5 separate regions of the Mus musculus genome follow, and regions 2, 3, 4 and 5 are each linked to region 1. Evidence: chromatin contacts called from public HiChIP or PLAC-seq and promoter capture Hi-C data. All regions are on one chromosome and are shown on one strand. The core of a region is the stretch at or near the end of the contact, and the rest is flanking DNA. Distances in the headings are between cores, read along the strand shown.

Evidence for each region. Promoter capture Hi-C pulls out the DNA fragments that hold promoters and counts their contacts. HiChIP or PLAC-seq counts read pairs in DNA pulled down with a chosen protein or histone mark. Capture Hi-C pulls out chosen DNA fragments and counts their contacts.
Region 2: a contact with region 1 is called in a promoter capture Hi-C map of adipose tissue. The contact joins the promoter of Psrc1 here to the promoter of Gstm7 in region 1. A contact is called at or near these places in 4 of 39 promoter capture datasets (the C10 cell line, hippocampal neurons, pre-B cells and 1 more), 2 of 115 datasets of contacts at active chromatin or transcription factors (fetal liver and pancreatic cancer cells) and 1 of 9 other capture datasets (adipose tissue).
Region 3: a contact with region 1 is called in an HNF4G HiChIP or PLAC-seq map of pancreatic cancer cells. The contact joins the promoter of Sort1 here to the promoter of Gstm7 in region 1. A contact is called at or near these places in 2 of 39 promoter capture datasets (hippocampal neurons and stem cell-derived epiblast-like cells), 1 of 115 datasets of contacts at active chromatin or transcription factors (pancreatic cancer cells) and 1 of 9 other capture datasets (adipose tissue).
Region 4: an H3K4me3 HiChIP or PLAC-seq map of bone marrow-derived macrophages shows a contact between it and region 1, with 3 times the contacts expected there. The contact joins the promoter of Alx3 here to the promoter of Gstm7 in region 1. A contact is called at or near these places in 8 of 39 promoter capture datasets (the C10 cell line, the SN4741 cell line, cranial neural crest and 5 more), 3 of 15 datasets of contacts at CTCF or cohesin (the NIH/3T3 cell line, large pre-B cells and pro-B cells), 8 of 484 Hi-C or Micro-C datasets (B cells, Th1 cells, cerebral cortex and 4 more), 4 of 115 datasets of contacts at active chromatin or transcription factors (bone marrow-derived macrophages, embryonic forebrain, microglia and 1 more) and 2 of 9 other capture datasets (adipose tissue and pancreatic islet).
Region 5: a contact with region 1 is called in a promoter capture Hi-C map of hippocampal neurons, with 2.7 times the contacts expected there. The contact joins the promoter of Cyb561d1 here to the promoter of Gstm7 in region 1. A contact is called at or near these places in 12 of 39 promoter capture datasets (the 3T3-L1 cell line, the SN4741 cell line, cranial neural crest and 5 more), 3 of 115 datasets of contacts at active chromatin or transcription factors (bone marrow-derived macrophages, pancreatic cancer cells and stem cell-derived neural progenitor cells) and 3 of 9 other capture datasets (adipose tissue, liver and pancreatic islet).

What each region holds. Positions count from the first base shown.
Region 1 is chr3:107,930,554-107,933,089 of GRCm38.p6, forward strand. Gstm7 (glutathione S-transferase, mu 7) reads right to left here and starts at 1,264. Exons shown (of 8, transcript NM_026672.3): 1 at 1,066-1,264; 2 at 762-837; 3 at 275-339; 4 at 1. The coding sequence starts at 1,101.
Region 2 is chr3:108,382,571-108,385,106 of GRCm38.p6, forward strand. Psrc1 (proline/serine-rich coiled-coil 1) reads left to right here and starts at 1,268. Exons shown (of 8, transcript NM_019976.3): 1 at 1,268-1,356; 2 at 1,666-1,715; 3 at 1,804-1,861; 4 at 2,400-2,536. The coding sequence starts at 1,697. Gm12522 (predicted gene 12522) reads right to left here and starts at 1,171. Exons shown (of 3, transcript NR_040560.1): 1 at 717-1,171; 2 at 1-226.
Region 3 is chr3:108,282,796-108,285,331 of GRCm38.p6, forward strand. It overlaps Sort1 (sortilin 1), which reads left to right and starts at 1,269. Exons shown (of 20, transcript NM_019972.3): 1 at 1,269-1,645. The coding sequence starts at 1,346.
Region 4 is chr3:107,593,757-107,596,292 of GRCm38.p6, forward strand. It overlaps Alx3 (aristaless-like homeobox 3), which reads left to right and starts at 1,275. Exons shown (of 4, transcript NM_007441.3): 1 at 1,275-1,696. The coding sequence starts at 1,420.
Region 5 is chr3:108,199,568-108,202,103 of GRCm38.p6, forward strand. It overlaps Cyb561d1 (cytochrome b-561 domain containing 1), which reads right to left and starts at 1,267. Exons shown (of 3, transcript NM_001081320.2): 1 at 1,060-1,267; 2 at 558-595; 3 at 1-148. The coding sequence starts at 1,207.

The DNA.
Region 1 (2,536 bases), core at 14-2,513:
GCTGAATGGACAAGCATGGAGAGTCAGATGGGATATGAAATCCCAGAATCCCTTCCTTGGGTGAGGACAGACACGAGGCCTGGCACTCAGTGTGCCTGCCATGGAAAACCTTCTATGAAAATGCTGCTCACTGAACAGAGAGCTGGGATACAGCCCATCACAGAAAGATGGTGTGGACAACCAGGAATGCGAAGATGAAAGCCAAAGGACTGATCCCATCTGTATAAACAGGGACACCACCACCATCTCCACACCTCCCCTCTCCTGTACTTACGTTAGGAAAGTCCAGGCCCAGCTTGAATTTCTCATTCAGCCACTGGCTTTGGTCATAGTCAGGAGCTGTGGTGGACAAGATAATATGAAATCAAAGGACCCATGTGTTCAAACCCCTTTCCCAAGATTTTCCCAAGGGGTCAGAGACAAGACTCTCCAAAGCAGTGGACCTGCAAGCTGACTCACAAAGTCATACTGCAAGCTTGCAAGGATGAAGATGTTTGTAAGGGCTGTGAGCTTCTTCATCGCTAAAGCTTGTGAAAGATTTAGCCAATTGCTAGAAGAATGGAGCCCAGTTATAAATACAGAGTACACTCAAATCTTTCCTTAGCATCTTCCATTGGCAAATCAAACCACACCATCAAGGGTTTTGGAAGGGGCATGTTACAGCTCCAACAAAAAAGTGTCAGAGCTGAGTGATGAGGTTGGTTGCTGGGCAACAATGGACAGGAGTTGGGCAGGGATCTGACTAGAAAGGATGCAGTCACCATCACCCATGGTGTATCTCTTCTCCTCATAGCTTGAGTCTGTGTATTCCAGGAACAGGCGAATGGCATGGGCTAGCTGTAAGAGACAAGAGATGGTAAAATTCTTTACCCCTTCTACACGAGTCCTCATTCTCTGACCTAGTTTCACTATGTCCATGGATGGACCAGAACACACACACACACACACACACACACACACACACACACACACACACATACACAGCTGCAAGAGCATGCCTCCATTGACTGCACGGATCCTTGTCCCTCCTCCAAGTCCTACTCTGCATTCGGACCCCTCTCTCACCCCACGGATGTCCCAGTAACCCAGTGTCATGGGCATGGTGCCGAGGTCTGAACGGACAGGCTCAGTGTCAATCTAGCCTTGGCTGTTCAGAGAGCTGCCAGAAACGGATTGGCTTCGCTTTGTCAGGTCTTCAGACTGCCCTTCCCCACCTCCCAGTTCCAGCCAATACCGGCATCCAGGAACAAGGCCAGGGCCGCCCCCAGAGCCAAGGCTGCCTGAGCTCCATTGTTATGGTGGTGGCTTGGCTGAGTGCCAAGAGCGAAAGGCGGGGCTGGGTTTGCTAGCTTCTTATTGGTGGTGCTGGGTTTCCGCTGTAGGACTGCTATTTTCTACCCTCTAGTCTAGATGGCAGCAGCATTCCCCAGTGGTGACAGTTCGGAAGGCCTAGGACCTTGACAACTGTGTCCTGAGGGCAAAATTATCTTTTATACTGTGAATACTTAAAGAACGAAGAACTGGAAAACATGATAATACAAATATATTCATGAATGCAAAACAAATTTTTCTGATGAAATTTATTTCATTTAAGTGTGTGTGTGTGTGTGTCCTGGATCACATAGTAAATGATGTATCTGGAGTTTTTTTTCTGTTTTTTATTCTGATATAACATTAATCTTTGAAAAAATTCACAAAAGAAATGAGTGCCCACTTAATCACCTGTATACTGTAGCTGCTTCCTTGTTCGGGTGCCCTCCGCTAAACTCCGCCTTCCTTGGCTTGCCTTTCCCTCTCTCCTGATCTTCCCACCCCCTACCTTTGACTCTTTCCAGCATGAGTACAAAATCTTATAACCAAGAGTCATTTCATTTTCTTTCCCACTAACACCATGCCGGGGATGCGTGAGACCCTGGAGTAGCTGTGATTGATAATCACCTCTGCCGTGCTGCTTCCTGGCCAGGCTTGCACTTGGACCTGTGACTTCTGACAATTGACGGAACATGTTTCTCTTTACAGAGCCTTGAAAGCCTTGTGCCCAATTCCCGAGGAACAAGTGTTCTTTGTCTTATGTTTCTTTTTTATCCTTTTCTCTTTTGCGATGGCTTTAGAGGTTGGCCTTGGGACCCTGTGTAACCCAGGCTGGTCTTGGATTAGGCTCAGTTCTCCTGTCTCAGCTCCCGAGTGCTAAGATTAAGGACATGGAGTGCCACACCTGTCTCTTTTAGGAAGCACCGCCAACTCACTCAGATCTCAACTCTTTTAAACACGTTTTATGTTTATGTTGGTTTCATTTGGTTGTGTTAAAATGTAGCTGAGGGTGAGGAAACCTGCCTTAGTTTGAGATAGCATTGCTCTGATTTTTTTCGACCAACTTTTATTAATGTCTGATCTCAGTGACATTGTGGGGTGGGCAAGTTTCCAGCCACAAGGTACCCTTCATGTTCTAGAGACCCGGTGAAGGCTGCCTGCACTGGGAGGTGTCCTTCTTAGTCCGCTTGGACCCCTGTGAACCAGGCTCTATTAGGGTCTCCAG
Region 2 (2,536 bases), core at 18-2,517, 450 kb after region 1:
GCCCCTTCCCCCAAACCATCTGCAGTTAGGACAGAATTGCATACAGCTGGTTGAGAGGGACGGCTGCATACTCAGGTGAAGGTCCCGTGACCTTCTGTCCCACCTCCTCCTTCTATGACGGAAGGTAAACCGTCCACAGGCCCAGCTGTGATGGTCTTTCCGAAGCAGGCGCAACAGAACTCCTGAAGATGCTTGCAGATGTTTGCAGATGTCTCAGAGGATGGTCCTAGAGTAGAGTGGCACAGGCCTTTAGTCCCAGCACTTGGGAGGTAGGGGCAGGAGGGTCGGGACTTCAAGGTCATCCTTGGCTATATGGTGAATTCAAAGGCCAGCATGAGCTACACTAGTCTCTGTCTCAGAAAATAGCAAAAAACAAAGGGAAAAGAAACAGATGGTGTGTGTGTGTGTGTGTGTGTGTGTATCAGTGAATGGAGAGGAGTGGTCTGGTCATAGCCAGTCAACAACATTCACAACAGCAAAGGCTTCTTTCCAACCTGAAGCAAGCCTAGGGTAGAAGGTGGTAGTGACTGTGCTCTAAGGATGCGCCAGACCATGCTATTTGCTGAACTTTTACAGGCCCACCATTAAAGTGCACACATCTCCAGCATCCTGGCGAAGAAATAAATTCTTCACACGAACAAGATCTTTAGCAATAGGTAATCCTTTTGCACTTAGGGAGCACAGCTCTGACATCTTTTATTATTATTACTACTTACTGTTTGCCTGGAAGAATGACTTCTTTGTTATTTATTTAAACTCTTAAATAGCTGCTCATACTCATCGTTTGGGGGTTGGGGTTGAAGCAGGAAGAAAAAAATGCCAGATATCTCAGAGAAGTGGCCTTATGCTAAATGAAGAAATCTTGTGGCTCCAGTGCTGGAGAGATGGTCTATTTGGTGGTCTCTGCAAGTACGCGAGAAACCCAGCAAGGAAACCCAGTCTCAGATGCTGGAATCCAGGAGGTGGGGGAAGAGGCGGGGCTCCAAGCCTACATTGGTTCGACAGTTCTCCCCTTGTCTGACTCGCGGTTAGAAGGAGGCGCTCCGGTACACGCCACCGCGCACTCACGGCTCCTCCCGCCGTTCCGCTGTAGCCCCCTACCCTTTTTGGGAAGTGCCCTTTGGTCCAAGGGACAATCTTCTCCGGCTGACATCCCGACTGCTCCCGACTCAGCCCTGCCCCCTTGGACTCACCAATCGCTGTGCGTTTGTGGCGGGACTGGGTGGAGCCTAAGAAATTCGAACGAAGCTCCGCCCCTCGGGAGCCCTTTCCCGGGAACTGGGAGATTGTAGAAGAAAAGCTTCCTGCGTAGACTGTGAAGCGAGGTGGGGAGTGGAAACCGAGTGTGCGCTGGAGGTGTGGCGGGGATGTGGTGCCGCGGAGTGGAAAATGGGTGGGGTAGGGGGGGAGCGAAATTTCGGATAATAGTAAGGATGGAGGTGAAGACTGACCGACTGAGGAGAGGCCAGGGCGCAAGTTGGCGGATTGCACATCAGGTGTCGAGCTTTCTGCACCTTTCCCTAATATAACGGACTAGTTTCAGGGACACGTGCTGATCCTGCTTTACCACCACCATGCCTCTTCACCCCAGCTAATGCACTCCGAGTCTTGATGGGGCCCTAAGGCAGGATGATAGACACCTGAGGTAGGCATGTTTTCTTTCAGGTCTAAGCCGACTCGCTTATGCTGGCTGAGCATGGAGGATCTGAAAGAGGGTAAGGAAGCCATGGAGGGAGGAACGGGCCCCTGAGAGTCTGTCTGTCAAGAACTGATAGCTGGCATTTATTCTTCTCATCCCTTCAGATATCAAGTTCATTGTGGACGAGACCTTGGACTTCGGAGGGCTGTCTCCATCTGACAGGTACCAGCCTATTTATCCATTTATTATTTTCCTCCGGCAATACATCTGTAACCCTTTACTGCTAACTTATGGGCCTCTAGAACCGTGGTTGGTAATCTAGCAGAGTATGGTACCCTCTGATGGCAGTAGTCTGGTAGAATTGGGCCTCTAGAACACATGCTGGTGAGAACAGAGAAGCTGTAGGGAAATTTAGGGGTAAATGTAAATGAAAGATGAATGTCCCTGGGCATGTTGAGGCATGCCCTGCAAACCACCCCCACACTCCTAGGATAGACTAGAGTGCAGAGAGGGGGAGGGAGAGAGGGAAAGAGAGACAGAGAGAGAGAGAGAGAAGGCAGGAGGGATTTTGAATTTGAGATCATTCTGTGCTATAGAGTTGAGACATTGTCTCAGAAAATGGGAGTAGAACTAAGTTTTCCTCACCTAAAAGCAGTTCTCATGGCCAAAATGGAGTCAGGGTTGGGGATTGTCCCCGACTCGCCGACAGGAATGCCTTCTGCTAGCTGTTGTCCAGCATGGTGCCATATTTGTTTTTCAGTCATGAGGAAGAAGACATAACAGTATTAGTGAGTCCAGAGAAACCACTTCGACGGGGCCTCGCCCATCGGAGTAACCCAAATGAAGTAGCTCCCGCCCTCCAGGGTGTGCGGTTTAGCTTGGGCCCGCTCAGCCCAG
Region 3 (2,536 bases), core at 19-2,518, 350 kb after region 1:
CAGTGGCTCAGAAACTGGAGGGCTTTTCTGTTGATTTGCCATCCTGTTCCGCTTTCCAGAGCTTCACAGCTCCCTTCTTACTGTGGTTTTGGGGAGAGGAAAAACTCCCGAGTACGTAAATAGTTTTGTTTGTACTATTCCGTGTGCATACTCGGGTAGGCCTGCCGTTTGAGTTTACTGTTAAAGTTAAAAGTAACTTCCAATGGCTTCCACTCTGGTATAACATTTTGCATACTTTGTATCTTTTTATCTGGCTTCCTGAGTTCCGACTGAACAACTTGAAATGTTGGGAAGAGGTGGAGTGAAGTTAAGGATTTAGAACTGGTTTTACCAGCACTGCATGTTCTAAAAGTTGTGTGAGCAGCTTCTGCGGTGTAGGGAACAGTGGGGAGGTTATTTGCTGGAGGTGGGTATTCATTTAGGAGGCATCATATTCAGTGAGGGAATTGGTGTGATGCACTTACTGCAGGGCTAAGGGTGCTTTAGGTAACTAAAATCAGAATGTGACTGTACTAAAATGATAATATATAAAGTGGGCTTTAGGCAATTCTCTTCCCGTATACCTACACTTGGTGGCAAAGCTACCTACATTTCCAAGTCCGCAGAAGCCAAAAAGTACTTTCGCCTCTTGACTACCTCCCTGCAGATGAGGAAGGTGACTGAGGCCAAACATGTTGGAAAGACTTCTGCGGCTTCCATGAGACACGGGTGTAATGATGTTCATCTGCCCCATAGGATTTTCGCATTCACCTTCTTGGCTCCTTCAGCAGACAATGGGCGAGCCAGCGAGCCGGGGTTAAAATCCTAATGTACCAGTTTATGTCGGAGCCCCTTTTCCAACTGAGAGTAGTAGTTCAGGGATTCCCTGGCTTTCCCAGGCGCGGTTTCCACCGAAGGAAATTTTTAGGAGCGTTTGGAGGGGGGTTGGGAGGAGGGTGGAGAAGGCGGCAACGTGACCCAACCCTAACCCGAGGGTCTCCGGAAGCGCCGCCAACCTGCAGGCTGAGCGGGGAGGGGAGAGGGGTAACCCCTAGGCCAACTCCGGGAGCCCAGCCCGCAGACGCCGAGCGACGGTGGAGAATGACCTCAGCCGTCCCTGCCACGTTCCAGCCAATCAGTCCCGCATCTTGGCATCCGAATCCAGGACCCCCGAAGCCGGAGGCGACGCGAGCCAATGAGGAGTGGGCCGGGAAAGAAGGACAGGCGGCCAGCCTATTGGGGAGGAGAGGCCCGGCTGCGCGTATCCAAGCAGCGCGGGGCCGAGCTCGGGGGTGTGGCGCAGCGCCGGCGGGGGTGGGCGGGCGCGCCGGGTGGCAGGTGTCAGCGGCGTCTGCATTCGGCAGCGATGGAGCGGCCCCGGGGAGCTGCGGACGGCCTTTTGCGCTGGCCCCTCGGCCTCCTCCTGCTCCTTCAACTGCTGCCTCCTGCCGCCGTCGGCCAGGACCGGCTGGACGCGCCGCCGCCGCCCGCGCCTCCTCTGCTGCGCTGGGCCGGTCCGGTCGGGGTGAGCTGGGGGCTGCGCGCCGCCGCGCCCGGGGGCCCCGTCCCCCGCGCTGGCCGTTGGCGCCGCGGCGCGCCCGCCGAGGACCAAGACTGCGGCCGCCTCCCGGACTTCATCGCCAAGCTGACCAACAATACGCACCAGGTGAGCGCGCGAGGCCCGGGCGCCCGCCCCGGTTGGGTCGCCCCTCCGGGCCCGCGGCCCCAGGCGGCCGCTCCGCTCCCATTGCACGCTTCGAGGCTAGCGCGAGACCCCGGTTGCGGAGGGCGGCGAGGCGCGGGGGCGGCGGGGGCCGGGGTGGCTGCGGCCCGTGGGGCTGTGTGTCGTCATAGCCGAGGCAATCCGAGACTTTGACTCGCTGCATTCTTTGCTTCTGCTTCTTAAGTTGTCAGAATCTCCCGGTCATCCCCCCCCCCCCCCAACCCCCACCCCGAATATAGAACGCCGGGTCCACCAACGCTGGTACCTACCAGGAAGCTGGAGGCATAATTACCCCTTGAGTGATCGCAGAAGTTGGACAGCCCAGAAGCAGAGGTGTGCCCTCCCTGGGTCGGTACTTTTGAGGTTGACGTCCAGAAATCCCACAGCAGTTGTTAGGTCATGGCTTGTGTTTCCATAGTTAAAGGAACACTCATGGAAATGAAAATGACATTGAAACCCAACCGTGAAATGATATCTCCCCTGCTCCCTAAAATTAAAAACAAAAACAAGCAAACAAAAAACTGATTCAAGATGTTTCCTCAGGATGCAGGCTCAGAACCCTCTAACCTGACCCAAAACGACCTTGAGAGGTATTCCGAACCAAATTCCTGTGTGCAGAACCCAGAGAACAGAAAACGGCCTCTAGGACCTAGATTAGAAGCAATTGCAGAACAGCTCGGATCATCCAGAAGTTCCATTAAATGGCTTTACAGAGTGGCCAACTGTCCCAAACAAGAGTCTGGTTTGTAACCAGTCAGCCCCCTCTTTCTGCATACTACAGGATCTTTAAATCCCTTTGCTCCAGACCCATTCTGGAGATTGGCTCCAGTGTGC
Region 4 (2,536 bases), core at 25-2,524, 340 kb before region 1:
CCCTAATGGCCATAATGCCTCCAATGTGGTGTTTAAGCCAATAAGGCTTCAGAAAAGTTACGGTATGTTTAATAATGGCTTAATGACTCCTTGTGAGATGCAAGGCTTCTGGTTCCTGTTTGGCCTTGATTTACAGCCCAACTCTGGCTGAGGACAGCCAAGAAACCTCCTCTAAGCCTCCAACGGAAGAGGGAGGTGTTCACACCAGGCCTCTTAGATTCCTTTTAAAAATGAGAATTCAAATAGAATACAAATGATGTTTGACTCCCTGCCCCTCTCGCTAATCTCCAGGGGTCCTAAAAATATAAATGTTTTAACCCGGACCTAAGGGATCTTTAAGCTCGGGTCCAAAGGACCTCTGGTATTTCTTCCCAGATCTTAGGCACAGTAAGGATTATTCAGTTTCAGAAAGGCTAAGCTATACCCTAATCCTAGGCTTCCTTTGGGTCGAGGAGACTCACCTTTGGGAGATGCAATCCTACCCTCGCTATGTCTAAAATAGCAAGCCTGAAGCAGTTAATTTGCAGTGGATCTGAGTGACATTCAGTTTATGCTGCTCAGAAGGACAATGACCCTTCTGCTCTTCCATAGCTGACCCAAAAAGCTACCTGGGCAGACCACTGTGAAACCTAGAGATCTCTCTGTCTGTTTTGGCCTGCCTGGGCTTTGGAACTCACCACCAAATGTAGATGGACCACAGTCAGCTGAAAACGCTAAGTGAGAGGTTCAAATCACAGATAATCAATGACAGTATTGAGGCCCAAGCTCCCAAGCCCCCTGCTGTTTCCACAGCATCCAGTCTCTAGGATGTCCAGGCAAAACAAGTGTCTAAGGGAGATGCCCTTGCTTTTTTCCAGCTACCAGCAAAAATAAACCGAGCAAGGTGAAGGGGAAACTCTACCACAGTAGAGGCCTCTCTTCTCAGACTGATGTCAGATCAGGCCTCAAAGAGAATGTTGGAGGAGGGATGGGGGAGGGTGCGGGGGTGGGGAGGATGTCTGCCCTCACCGTTTCACCTCCCCAGGGCCAAGAGCCACTAAGATGGATATCAGGACTTGAGGGTGCAGCTCAGAGCCAAGGACTCACCCGACTGCTAGACAAAAGGGATCCTGCCCTCGAAAGGAAGCAGCTTCCCTCTCTTCTCTTCCAACTGCTTGTGATACCAGACTCGGGGTGAATGGGGTGGGGTGGGGGTGTTCCTGGGCTCCGAGGGGTTAACCCGCACGGGGCCGCACGTGACGTGGATGGTTCCAGCATTAAGTCAGAGGCGCGGCCCCCTCTCCTGCCCCCCACCCCCCGCGGCGCGCGCCGCTCCCGGGGGCTCCGCGCCCCCGAGCCCAGGTCCCTCCCCCTTGGCTCACAGGCCGCGCGGGTTAGCGGGAGCCCCGGAGCTCCGGCGGCCTGTGAGCCCGAGCCGGCATGGACCCCGAGCGCTGCGCGCCTTTCTCCGTGGGGCCGGCGGCCGGTCCTTACGCGGCCGCGGGGGACGAGGCTCCGGGTCCCCAGGGGACTCCCGATGCTGCGCCTCACCTGCACCCCGCGCCACCCCGCGGTCCGCGCCTGAGCCGCTTCCCGGCCTGTGGGCCCCTGGAACCCTACCTCCCAGAGCCCGCCAAGCCGCCCGCCAAGTACCTGCAGGACCTCGGGCCAGGCCCGGTGCTCAACGGCGGCCACTTCTACGAGGGCTCCGCGGAAGGTAACACGCCGGGGGTCGGGGGTGGTGGTGGAACCCCATGTCGTTCTTATCCCCAGCCCTTCCTGGTCTCCCCGACTCTCCCGCTTTCTTGCTTCTTAACTTTGGGTACGTCTCGCATTTTCCACGATTCCCTCGCTAGATCGCTGCTGGCCTGGCCGGACAAGGCCAGGGCATTGGGGACCGCAGAATCGCCTGTGTCCCCGGCCGGCAGAGGCAATGGGAGGCGGGAGGTCAAAGGAGGGTGGAGTAGGGACGATCTTGGGCCCATTCCGACCCCCAAGGTGATTGAACCTGGGAGGAGAGATCGCGCTCATCCGGAGCCGAGCCTCTCTGCCACCGACCCAGAAGAGGGGACTGGGTGGAGGGCCCCGGAGCCTAACTGGGCCCCAAAGCTGGGAGAGAAGAGTTCTGCTTTTGTGCATGGCGCCCGCTGAGGGCGTAGAGGCTGGGCCTCGACTTAGTGGCCAAACTGGACTCAGCGAGGGAAAGGCTGTGTCCTGGACTTACCCAGCTCTCATCCTCGGGCCCAGCCTCTGCAGGAAAAGGTTTTCTGATGCCGTTAAGTCGCTCCGCAGAGTGGCGGTGGCTGCTCCCCCTCAGAACTGGGACTGTCTTCAAGATCAAATAACTATGTTCTTGTTTCTCAGATTAACTTGGCCTCCCCGTCGCCACGGGGATGGCTACCCTTCTTGCAGTTGGCATCTCGGCACCGAATCATCACCGCTGAGCCGTCGGAAGCGGTCCCGAACTATCCTAAATCCCAGGGCGCATCCCACTCCGGGGACCGTGCCCTGTGTGCTAAGGCGGGTCGGACCGTACCATTATCTGAGAATGCGCCTG
Region 5 (2,536 bases), core at 17-2,516, 270 kb after region 1:
TGATGAAGCCCAAGCCTAGGACAGCACAGAGGATGGCCATGGTCTGCCCTGCCCAGTGGAGTCGAATCCGGGTTTTTCGAGAGCAGAAGAAGAACAGGGAGTGCTCAGGTGAGAAGAGTAGAATAGCTTCAGCCATGCAGAGACAGAACTGTAATCATAAGGAAAGGCCAGTGAGCCTCTAGTCTACATGGAGCGCAAGGAAAAGGAGGTCTTCTCACACATTCAGAAGGACACGGGGAAGCTAAGGACTTGCAGCCTCACACACATCCTTTCTGGACCACAGAACAGCAAACATTCTACTGAGAACTTTCTACTGAGTTCTGAGGACAAAGCCTTGATAAACATCCTTCTTGCGTCTTCCTTTTAGGCACTAGAGGAGAAATATCTTCTGTTCCCCCTTTCCCTGACCTTCTCAGCCACCTGACACTTTACTCCACTTTCCCCAATCCTATAGGTTTTAGGGAAAGATGAAGCCCTCTTTAAACCCATCTCTCTGACCCTTAGGCTGAAAAACTGAATGTCTCCCCAAGAGTTAATCTAAGAATATCCGAACTCACCGCCAAGGCCATGAACACAGGGTGCCAGGAGAAAAGACCTAAGTAAGAATCAAAGAGAATAGGCTGACGGCTGGGCTTCACTGATACTGTCCCGTGGTTTGTAAATGACAAAGACCGGGCCACAAGGTCAGCATATCATCTTAAACCTAAACAAGAATCAGGAGCTCACCACAAAGGGAGGAGTCAAGGGGCCCTTACACCCCCTTGGCCTGGGGATTGCACTTGCTGCAGCCCAGTCCCTAGAGTACCTTAGCCTGCCCAGGACCCTCTAACGCTTTTCCATGTAGGGCCTCCTAAGGAAGTATCAGTTCTGTCTTTTCAAGCCCCACCCTCCCTGGACTTCCGGGAACCCGCCTACTACGCTTTTACAACCACTCCCGGACCCGCCCCTCCTCAGCTGAGGGTCCAGGTTTCCAGTCTCCCAGTGCGCCCAAAGCGGCCCCTCCAGCGCCTAGGCTCCGCCCCTTCTTTGGCCCCGCCCCACCTCGCCTCGCACACTCACTGGTTCCGGGCCGGGACAGCACAGTCAGAAAGATGGTGAAGCCCAAAGCTATCAGGTGCGCCAAGATCCCACTGCCTCTCCGCAGCCAGCGGGTCAGTCTCGGCTCCCTCGCTGGAGCGGGAACCAGACCTACCTCCATGGAATGCATAGCAGTGCCAGGCCGGCCGGCACAATCCAGCTACCAGAGGCTTCTTCCGGGTTTGCTATCGCGGAGGCGGCGGCGGCTACAGGAGAGGCTCCTCCCCGGGGAAGCTGCGGGGCCGTGTGGCGGAGGTGCCCACAGCGCCCTCTGTAGAGTGGGGGGGAAGCGCCTCGGCCCCAAAGGGCGGCTCCCGGAAACCTCCACTGACCTAATCGAGCTCCCAACCCACCTTCATTCTATCTTTGTGTCTATAAGGGTATCTCAAGAGGTCTGCGAAAATTACATCGGTAGCAACTGATACCAGCGAAATCCCAAATCACACACTTGATTCGCTGACCCAAGAGCATGAAACCAGTGTTCTGAGCAGCTTTCTAGAAGTACTGGATTCCCTGGACTGCTTACTTCTCAGACATTTCTGGCTTGTTCAAGAGACAAGATTTCTCCCTGTATTAACATAAATGAAAAGCCAAAACCTAGTGATCTAATCTGATGACTTCAGGTATGAAAACCAAAAGAAGCAATCTCATCATCCCTGCTTACAGGCGTAGTTGCTCCCCATCCCCTCCCTCCCACGCTGCCCCCTCAAAATATTCCAGATCCATGGGGCACTTTCAGCCTTTGCTGCCGCCACAGTAGAACCAGAGCTTTCCACAACCCCAAGTTCTGCTACACTATTACCTCCAAAAAGGTATGACCCAACCTAAAGAGTTCTATATGGGAGAAGCTTTACTCCGTTCAGGGCAAACTCACAGAAGAGACCAGAATGAGCTGTCCAGTGGGTAGGGAAATGGCTCTGTGGTTAAGAGTGCATATTCCTCTTGCTCAGGGGGCTCACAGCTGACTGTAACTAGCTACAGGGGGATCCCACACGTCTCGCCTCCGCAGGCATCACATGCGCATACCCACACACAGACACCATAATTAAAAAAAAAAAAAAAAAAAAAGCTGTCCAGCACTTCTAGAGCAGTGATCGCCAAGCTCAACCTCTGCATGGCTGAGGAACTAAGGCTGGTTTTAAGACATGGGAAGGGCAAGAACAGCCATTTGTAGAGGGATGGAAGCCCAGAGTAGCTAGAAAACCAGAAAGGGGCCATAAGCTAACTCCCACAAACCCTCAGGACAAAAACCCAAGGATGGCGTCAGGTGTGAGACCCCTTCCCTCTCAGTTCTTTCCCAGTGGAACCATAGTTGTCGCTCTTAAGCCTCTGGGGTGCCTGCTCACTCAGCGTCATATGCCTTATCATCCTCTCTGAGAAGATTCCCAGGGATGCCAGCTCCAGGTTTCTGTGTGCAGTGTGTGTGTGCTGGGGTGTACACTGCCTGTCATCCCAGCCT